Regions from separate parts of the Mus musculus genome. Here region 1 is linked to region 2. Evidence: chromatin contacts called from public promoter capture Hi-C data. All regions are on one chromosome and are shown on one strand. Each heading gives the region's core, a stretch centred on a gene start, on an enhancer-like site or on the middle of the called end of the contact. The rest is flanking DNA. Distances are from core to core; before and after follow the strand shown. Region 1 holds the start of Engase (endo-beta-N-acetylglucosaminidase). Region 2 holds the start of Sec14l1 (SEC14-like lipid binding 1).

Region 1 (3,598 bases), core at 998-3,497, 1.4 Mb before region 2:
ACGGAGAGAACCGTTAGGAATATGGAAATCAGGGGACTCGAACATACTCTTCCTCTCTGACAGAGAGGGGAGTGGGGACTGCGATGGCCAGGAAGGGACATGAGTGGGGACTTTGGTCACCTCACCTGGTAAAGGATCCGGGGTGAAACTGACCACCTCTCTAAAGACTGCTTCCTCCTCTTGATCCTCGTTGATCCTAGGCAAAGGGTGGGTTTTAAAAGATTGATTTGCTCTTGTTTTTTGACACAAAGTCTTATGTAGCCCAGGTCAATCTGGAACTGTGTAGTCAAGGGTGACACTGACTTCTGATCTCTGTCCTACCACCTTCTAAGAGCTGGGACTAGAGGGGTGCTCTGCCACAGTCCCCCATTTATACTGGTGATTGAACTAGGGCTCTGCTCTGCACATGGTAGGTGAGCTACACTCGCAGGCACCCACAGGGTAAATAACTGCTGGAAGCAAATGGCTAAATAACACAGGACATGGCTTATAAAATACACACCAGAGGCATGCACGGCACCAGAAAAAGGGGATCTGGGGTTCATCTTCTTTATTAGCAACTAAGGCCTGCTCGTGCTTGGACAGACGCCAATGACAGCCCCACCCAACAGGTGAAACCCCCAAGTTAAACACTTCCTAGAACCACAGGCCTTCTCTGGCCAAGGGATATGGTCTTCGAGTACCAGCAAAATCACCGCCCCCTTCCCCCCCCCCATCTTCAGCAACTGAATAATACAAGGAATAACTACATTGGCTTCATGAAGTTGCAAAGTCTGAGTACAGCAAAATCAGAAACTGTTCATTTGTTAATATGTTTCAAAGTATCCTTTAAAGAGTAGTGAGGTGACACTATAGTAGCCATTTAGGTACACAGTTATCCAAGCTGGCATCCTTAAAAGCCCCCAGGGCCTGAGGCCATCAGGAATGACTTGAGCTCCCTCCTCAGGTTCTGCCATCAATCACACTGTCCCTCTGTAAGTAAACTGAGGAGCCTTTGGAACTGCGGGGATGGCCAGACAGTAGCAGGCTAAAATGGAGACGTCATCTTTTTCTTGTGGTGCTAGGGGCTCAAACCCAGAACTTCCTACATCCTAGGCAAGTGCTCTGCCATGAATCTCTCTCAAGACCTTCCATTTTAATTTTTGCGATGTGGCCTCACTACACCAGGTTGGGGCCTCAAACTTGTGATCCTCTTGCCTCACCCCATCAAGGAGTTGGAATTAAAGGCCTGTGTCATCAGGCCATGCAAAACACCCGCCTTTGAAATCTCACCACCAAATACTCCTCTTCCAGATGGCGCCCCCCTGGCTGACTCCTTTATCCTTCAGCTGCACCCAAAGGAACTCAAAGTCATCCCGTCTGCCCATGCCCACCTGTCACCTGAATGTCCCTCCAGTAAGAAGGAAAAGGACCTCTTAGGATGGCTTCTACCCACAAATACCTTTCCCGTCGGTCAGCAACCATCCTAAAGTCTGAATAGCCCATCTGTCTCACTGCTGTGGGTTTAAAAACGAAGCAGGACACATCAAGTTTGTGCTGATACCTTTCCCAGTGTCCCACCGACCACGGGGTTACAACCCTGGACCAGGGGGGTATGTCTGTCCACTTCTTTGCCTTTGTGCCTTTGCTCATTCTGATCCACCTAGTACAGTCCTCGTCCCTAAAGATTCAGTTCAAATATTACACGAACAGAAAGCCATCCATGTTCGGGATTGCCTAATCTATAGGGCCAAAGGAAGGTGCAGTAGCCTTGGCGCCAGACTGCCAGAACGAGATCCCGATGGGCTGGGACAGGGTCCGTCATAGGTTAGGAACAAGGGAGCTGCTAACTTGCTCGGGTGGCCCGTCTGCGACCGGGGATAGAAGGATGGAGGGACGTAGGTTTGTCCGCAAGCGACAGACAGTGTCGCGCTGCACGACAGGCAGCATGGCCACCCCAAGCCCAGACCTGGAGCTCAGCCCAGCCGTGCGCACCTCCGCCCCTGCCTCCGCCGCCCCGGCCTCCGCTCCGTCTGGTCCCGCGCCTGCTTCTCCGGGGCCGCGGGGCTCCGCTGCCTTGCAGCTCCCCGGGTCAGCACCGACGAGGTCTCCATGACTGTCAGCGACTGCCGACCGCTAAGCCCTCCAGACACTGCTCCAACAGCCAATCGCAAGCCTGGGCCTGCCCCTGCCGCAGCTCTCAGCCAATGGTGAGTGTGCAGCGCCGCGGTTGGCTCGCACCGAGTTCCGGCTAGGATCTGTCCACGTTCTGCAAGCGGCGGGTGTAGAGCCTGAGTTAAATAACCGGAGAGACGGGGCGGGACCTGATGGGCGGGGTCTAGGAGAAAGGCGGGGCTGCGTGGATCCTGAGCCCAAGGTTCTGAGACCCAAAAAAGTGTTATTTAGAGTTAGCCACGAAGTTTTCTTTCCAGACGAATGAAACAATCTGCCAGCGACAACCAAGTCGGTACACGTTAGCAATGAGCCCTGGAACTGGGCCACAGAGACTGGTGGCCTAGCTTCCCTGGGTCCCTGGCTCCTTGGATCCCTGGATTCCTGGATGGGATCTAATATTACAGGCACCTGTAATATTCTGCTTTTTTTAAGAAATTAAAATATAATTACATGTTTCCCTTCCCTTTCCTCCCTCCAATAGTTCCTGTGTACCTCATCCAATCTCTCTCAAATTCATGATTTTTACTTCTTTAATGTTTGTCATCTACGTGTGTGTATATATAAACACAACCTGTTCGGTCCCTTTAATGTTACTTGTATGCAAATGTTTTCAGGGCTGACCGTTTGGAATTGGATAACCAACACAGGCTGACGATTGTCTTTTCTTACTAATGAACAAAAGAAAGAGGTGTTATAACCAGCTTGAGGCAGGGCTCCATGGGATGCTATAGCCAGGTACGATGGGAAACCTAGGAGTAAAGGCAGGTGGAGAGATGGGGGCAGTGCTGCTGACCTGGAGGGACTGTTTCCATCTGTCCTGTAGGGTGGTCAGCATGGTGAGCATGGATAGTTTTCCCCTGAATGCATTCTTCTTACTCTTAAGCCTGTGTTCTGCAGGAAATAAATCCTCTCAAGTATTCAGGGTCCAGGAAGCTGCATCTGCCAGAGGGCACCTCCCACAGTACCTGGGCACAGAAGAGATTCACAGTAACCTTGATGGTCCTGTGTTCAGAGCGGTGAGCAGAAATGCCAGAAGACGAGGAAATGGCTTCTCCTCCCTGAGCCCAATACCCCTCTGCAGCTTGCAGCTTCTGGCCCCACAGCAGCTTGCCCAAGCCAAGTTCTCTGGGCCTCTTTATTACTGTTTACAGGCTTTGAGCTTTATGAGGCCCCAAGCATCCATAAACGCCAAGGGTGGGGATGGTGACTAAGGTGGTTGAATATAGGCCCTGGTTACATTGCCTGTTGGCCAGTCGGCCAGGGAAGGGACGCTGGGGAGCAGGACACTCTGATCTGTGGGACACAGTTGGCAGGACACCTCTTCCCACTGACCCAGGGTGGGGAGGGAAGCTCTGTGTGGGGCTGCGACAGAGAGAAGGTAGCAGGTCACAAGCCCAAACACAGTCATCTACTATAACGCCTTGTGGAGCAAACACAACTATCT
Region 2 (3,450 bases), core at 909-3,408:
GAGCGGAGTTTGCAGATCATCCAAGTTTAATCTTAAAAAGAAGCCAGAGGAAACTGAAATGTGAAGTACTTACAGCCATAATTAACTCAAAGGGATGTTTATACACCCGCACTGGGGACTGGTATTTTTGCACCATGGTTGTAATTCAATAGCAGTCTTCTTACTCCTGAAAAACATAAATACGTGTAATAAATAACCACATTACAGGAAAGAAAAGTGAGTCTGGATTCTCGTACCGCCACATCCTAGAGACCACCACAGGTCATATTTCCAAACATACACGAAAACGAAAGAGGATTCGCTGAAACGGTCTGACGGGGAAGCATCAGGGTGTTAGTAACAAGCAAAGATGGCCCACATGGAAGGAGGGGCCACCTGGGAGGCCCTCTGCCCCCTGTATGGGCAGAGTCTCTGGCTTAGGTCAGGAGATCTAGTCTTCAGCAGCCATGAAGTCCCAGGATTCAGTGGTGTTCTCTTGAACAATGTCTACAAGAAGCCAACTAAAAATGTAACATGTTATGGCAACCGTTCTGGGGATGACACAAAAAGCTGGAGCAAGCGACCCTTACTGTCTTCTTAAATAATGGGATACTCCTTAAGTGCTGGCTTCAAAGGGAACTTTGTTGTTTCCTGTTTTCTAATTGCTCGCTCCGATTTCAGAGACTGTCTACAAACAGCAGGGAGGCTGCCCAGCTCCAGCTAAGGGGTTCCAAAACCCTCCAGCCTCCTGAAGCCGAGAACCCGAGAACCGCAAGGCAATCAATTACATGCTCAAGTCTGAGGTCAAGGAACCTTGCTTTGCATACAGAATCACTCGGGTGCTGGCAAGGGCGGCTTTCTGGGCAAACACCCTTGTGTGTTCAGAGTCATCTAGAACCTTTTGCTCACCTACTTAAAGGAGGAGAAAAACAAACAGAAATATAAAAAGGAAAGAAAGTCCAGTGAGCCCAGTAGTCCCACTGGGGCTCAATCAATAAGGATGTTATTTTACCTAGATACAGTCAAAAGACATTCAAAAGTTCAAAACCCAGTATCTCGGTATCCCAAATTACAGGTGTTTAAAAAAGCAAACAAAAAACCCCTACGCTGATAGACTTCAGAGGATTGCTATCTAGAGCTGCACTTCTACAATGTTTACATTGCTTTAAACAGGTCTGGAACTTTCTCTGGTATGTTTGCTTGGCATAGCACTCGGAAGGAGCAGGTTACGTTGGAAAACCACCTTCCAACAGTTGGAAAACTACAATGGCTAATAACTCTGGGTGACCTCAAGCATGCCGTTCGCCTTTCCTGATTCCATCTGTGTGAGACGATCTTACACTCCCAGCTCTCAAACCAGACTCCTCGGTTCTCCAAACTCAAGCCTTCATTAATCTCGATTCAGGCGCTGACGCGTCCTGGAGCGCAGAGACCGCGTTCCATTCACTCTCGTAAACCTTACAACGCCGGTGCGCGGAGGGGAGACTAAGAATCGTTTATATTTTTTTAATTGAGAAAATTAGTTTTCGGGTATCTCTCAAATAAAAGGAGGATGATTACCGGGTGCTGACGGGTAGGAGAGAAGATGCAAGCACTGCGTGATGCCTTTATTAAGAAACTCTTAACCAAGTGACTACACTGAAGGACCAGCTTGCTCGCCAGCTCCCTGAACTTGGGCCAGATCTTGGCTTGGGGAGGTCTGGTCCAGATCCACGCCCTGCGCGGGCATCCGGAGTGACCACCGCCAAATGGCACAGGAGGCCGGGGCTGCCTCTGTTGCATGATAATTGGTATTTGAAAATCAGCCCAGGGTCGGCCCCGGGGGAGCGCCTCCCTGCAGGCCGGGGCTGGACGGAGGGGGCGGCGGCGGCGGAGGGACCCGGCTGGCTCCGCAGTCTCCGAGATGGCGAGCGCCCCGGGCCGTCGCAGCAGAGGGACCCTGCCAGGGACTGACACCCGGGCGCGCTCCTACCCTCCACGACGACGCGAGCTTACCTCTTGTCAGAAGGACCGGGTCGGGGACGCGGCGCGGTGGCGGGATGCGTTCATGCCGGCGGCTCCCCGAAGAGAGAGCCGTGCCACAGGCTCGGCTGCCGCCGCTCGACCGCCGGTTCCGGGGACAGGGGCCGGGGCGGGAGGGCCGAGGGGCGCGGCGAGGGCTCGAGTGGTTGTTACGGGTGACGGGGAGGGAGGGGCCAGCCCGGAAGAGGCGCGCGTGCGCACACCAGGCCGAGGGGGCGGGGGAAGGAGCAGGAGGCGGTTGCTAGGGAGGGGGAGGGGCGGCCGCCGGGCTGGCTAAGGGCCGTACTGCGCCGGCGCGAGTTACAGATCTGCGCGTGCGTAGGAGGGGCTCAGGACTTGGTCTGCCAGGACTCGGAGCGAGCCCCAGAGGCTCCTTCTCTTGGCGTCAGTGGGAAGGGGGAAGGGCCGTGGCGGCGGGCGAGGCTTCGCAGTTAGCAGCCACAGACCCCAGAAAAGATTCAAATGCGCACTCCAGCCGGAGCGGGAACTGGGACCTCTACGGAATGTCAGCTAAGCCGGCCCTCCAGCTTGAATGCTGCGCGCTTGCGCCGTCTGTGCTTCCTCGTGGGCTTCCTCTTTTTTTTCCTGCACTGCTATAGTGTCTGATTGCATTCTGGCCTAGTAATGGTGATGGAGCGAACAGGGTGGGGAGGAGATGGGTGTAACCCAAGCACCCTTGTCAACACGTCCAGATGGTTGGGGAATGTCTGGCTGTGGGATGGCTCTAAGGGGAGGGACCTCAAGTGGGGTGCTAGGTGTGCCTTGCGTTTCAGCGTCTCCAACTTTAAAATTTAAGAGCCACACACGGAGACATTTAGGGGTCCTGAAGACGGGCGGGTGACAATAAGCGGACACCTGGCGCATCCACCCACACAGAAAAGCTAGTTTTAGAAGCAACACACAATTTCTCCATCAGTGTCACTGTTGTTCCGTTCACATTAGTCACCCCGGATGGCTGTACTTGCACACAAGAGTTTGGGAATTTCCTTCAGGACCTGTTTACCCACCACACAAACATATCATTCATTGCTCGATCACACTTTATTTCCAACTCAAACCGTCATTTTCCAGCACTGCTACCCGCGCTACTCAGGCTGCTGATGACTTATGTCCACGTGTAGGGATCACATTCACCTTTAAAAGATGCTGTGGGAGCTGGGCAGTGGTGCCTTTAATCCCAGCACTTGGGAGGCTGAGGCAGGCAGATTTCTGAGTTCGAGGCCAGGCTGGTCTACAGAGTGAGTTCCAGGACAGCCAGGGGCTACGCGGAGAAACCCTGTATCAGAAAGAAAGGGAGAGAGAGAGAGAGAGAGAGAGAGAGAGAGAGAGAGAGAGAGAGAAAGGAAGAAAGAAAGAAAGAAAGAAAGAAAGAAAGAAAGAAAGACAAACATGAGCTCCTGGTAGGAGTGAATGGCAGCACCCATTGAGATGATCTTATCCAGAACACAC

Evidence for each region. Capture Hi-C pulls out chosen DNA fragments and counts their contacts.
Region 1: a contact with region 2 is called in a promoter capture Hi-C map of adipose tissue, with 3 times the contacts expected there. The contact joins the promoter of Engase here to the promoter of Sec14l1 in region 2. A contact is called at or near these places in 1 of 39 promoter capture datasets (liver), 1 of 484 Hi-C or Micro-C datasets (CD8 T cells) and 2 of 9 other capture datasets (adipose tissue and liver).

What each region holds. Positions count from the first base shown.
Region 1 is chr11:118,475,481-118,479,078 of GRCm38.p6, reverse strand. It overlaps Engase (endo-beta-N-acetylglucosaminidase), which reads right to left and starts at 2,247. Exons shown (of 14, transcript NM_172573.3): 1 at 1,975-2,247; 2 at 126-196. The coding sequence starts at 2,093.
Region 2 is chr11:117,113,876-117,117,325 of GRCm38.p6, reverse strand. It overlaps Sec14l1 (SEC14-like lipid binding 1), which reads right to left and starts at 2,158. Exons shown (of 16, transcript NM_001166506.2): 1 at 1,975-2,158; 2 at 74-166. The coding sequence starts at 136.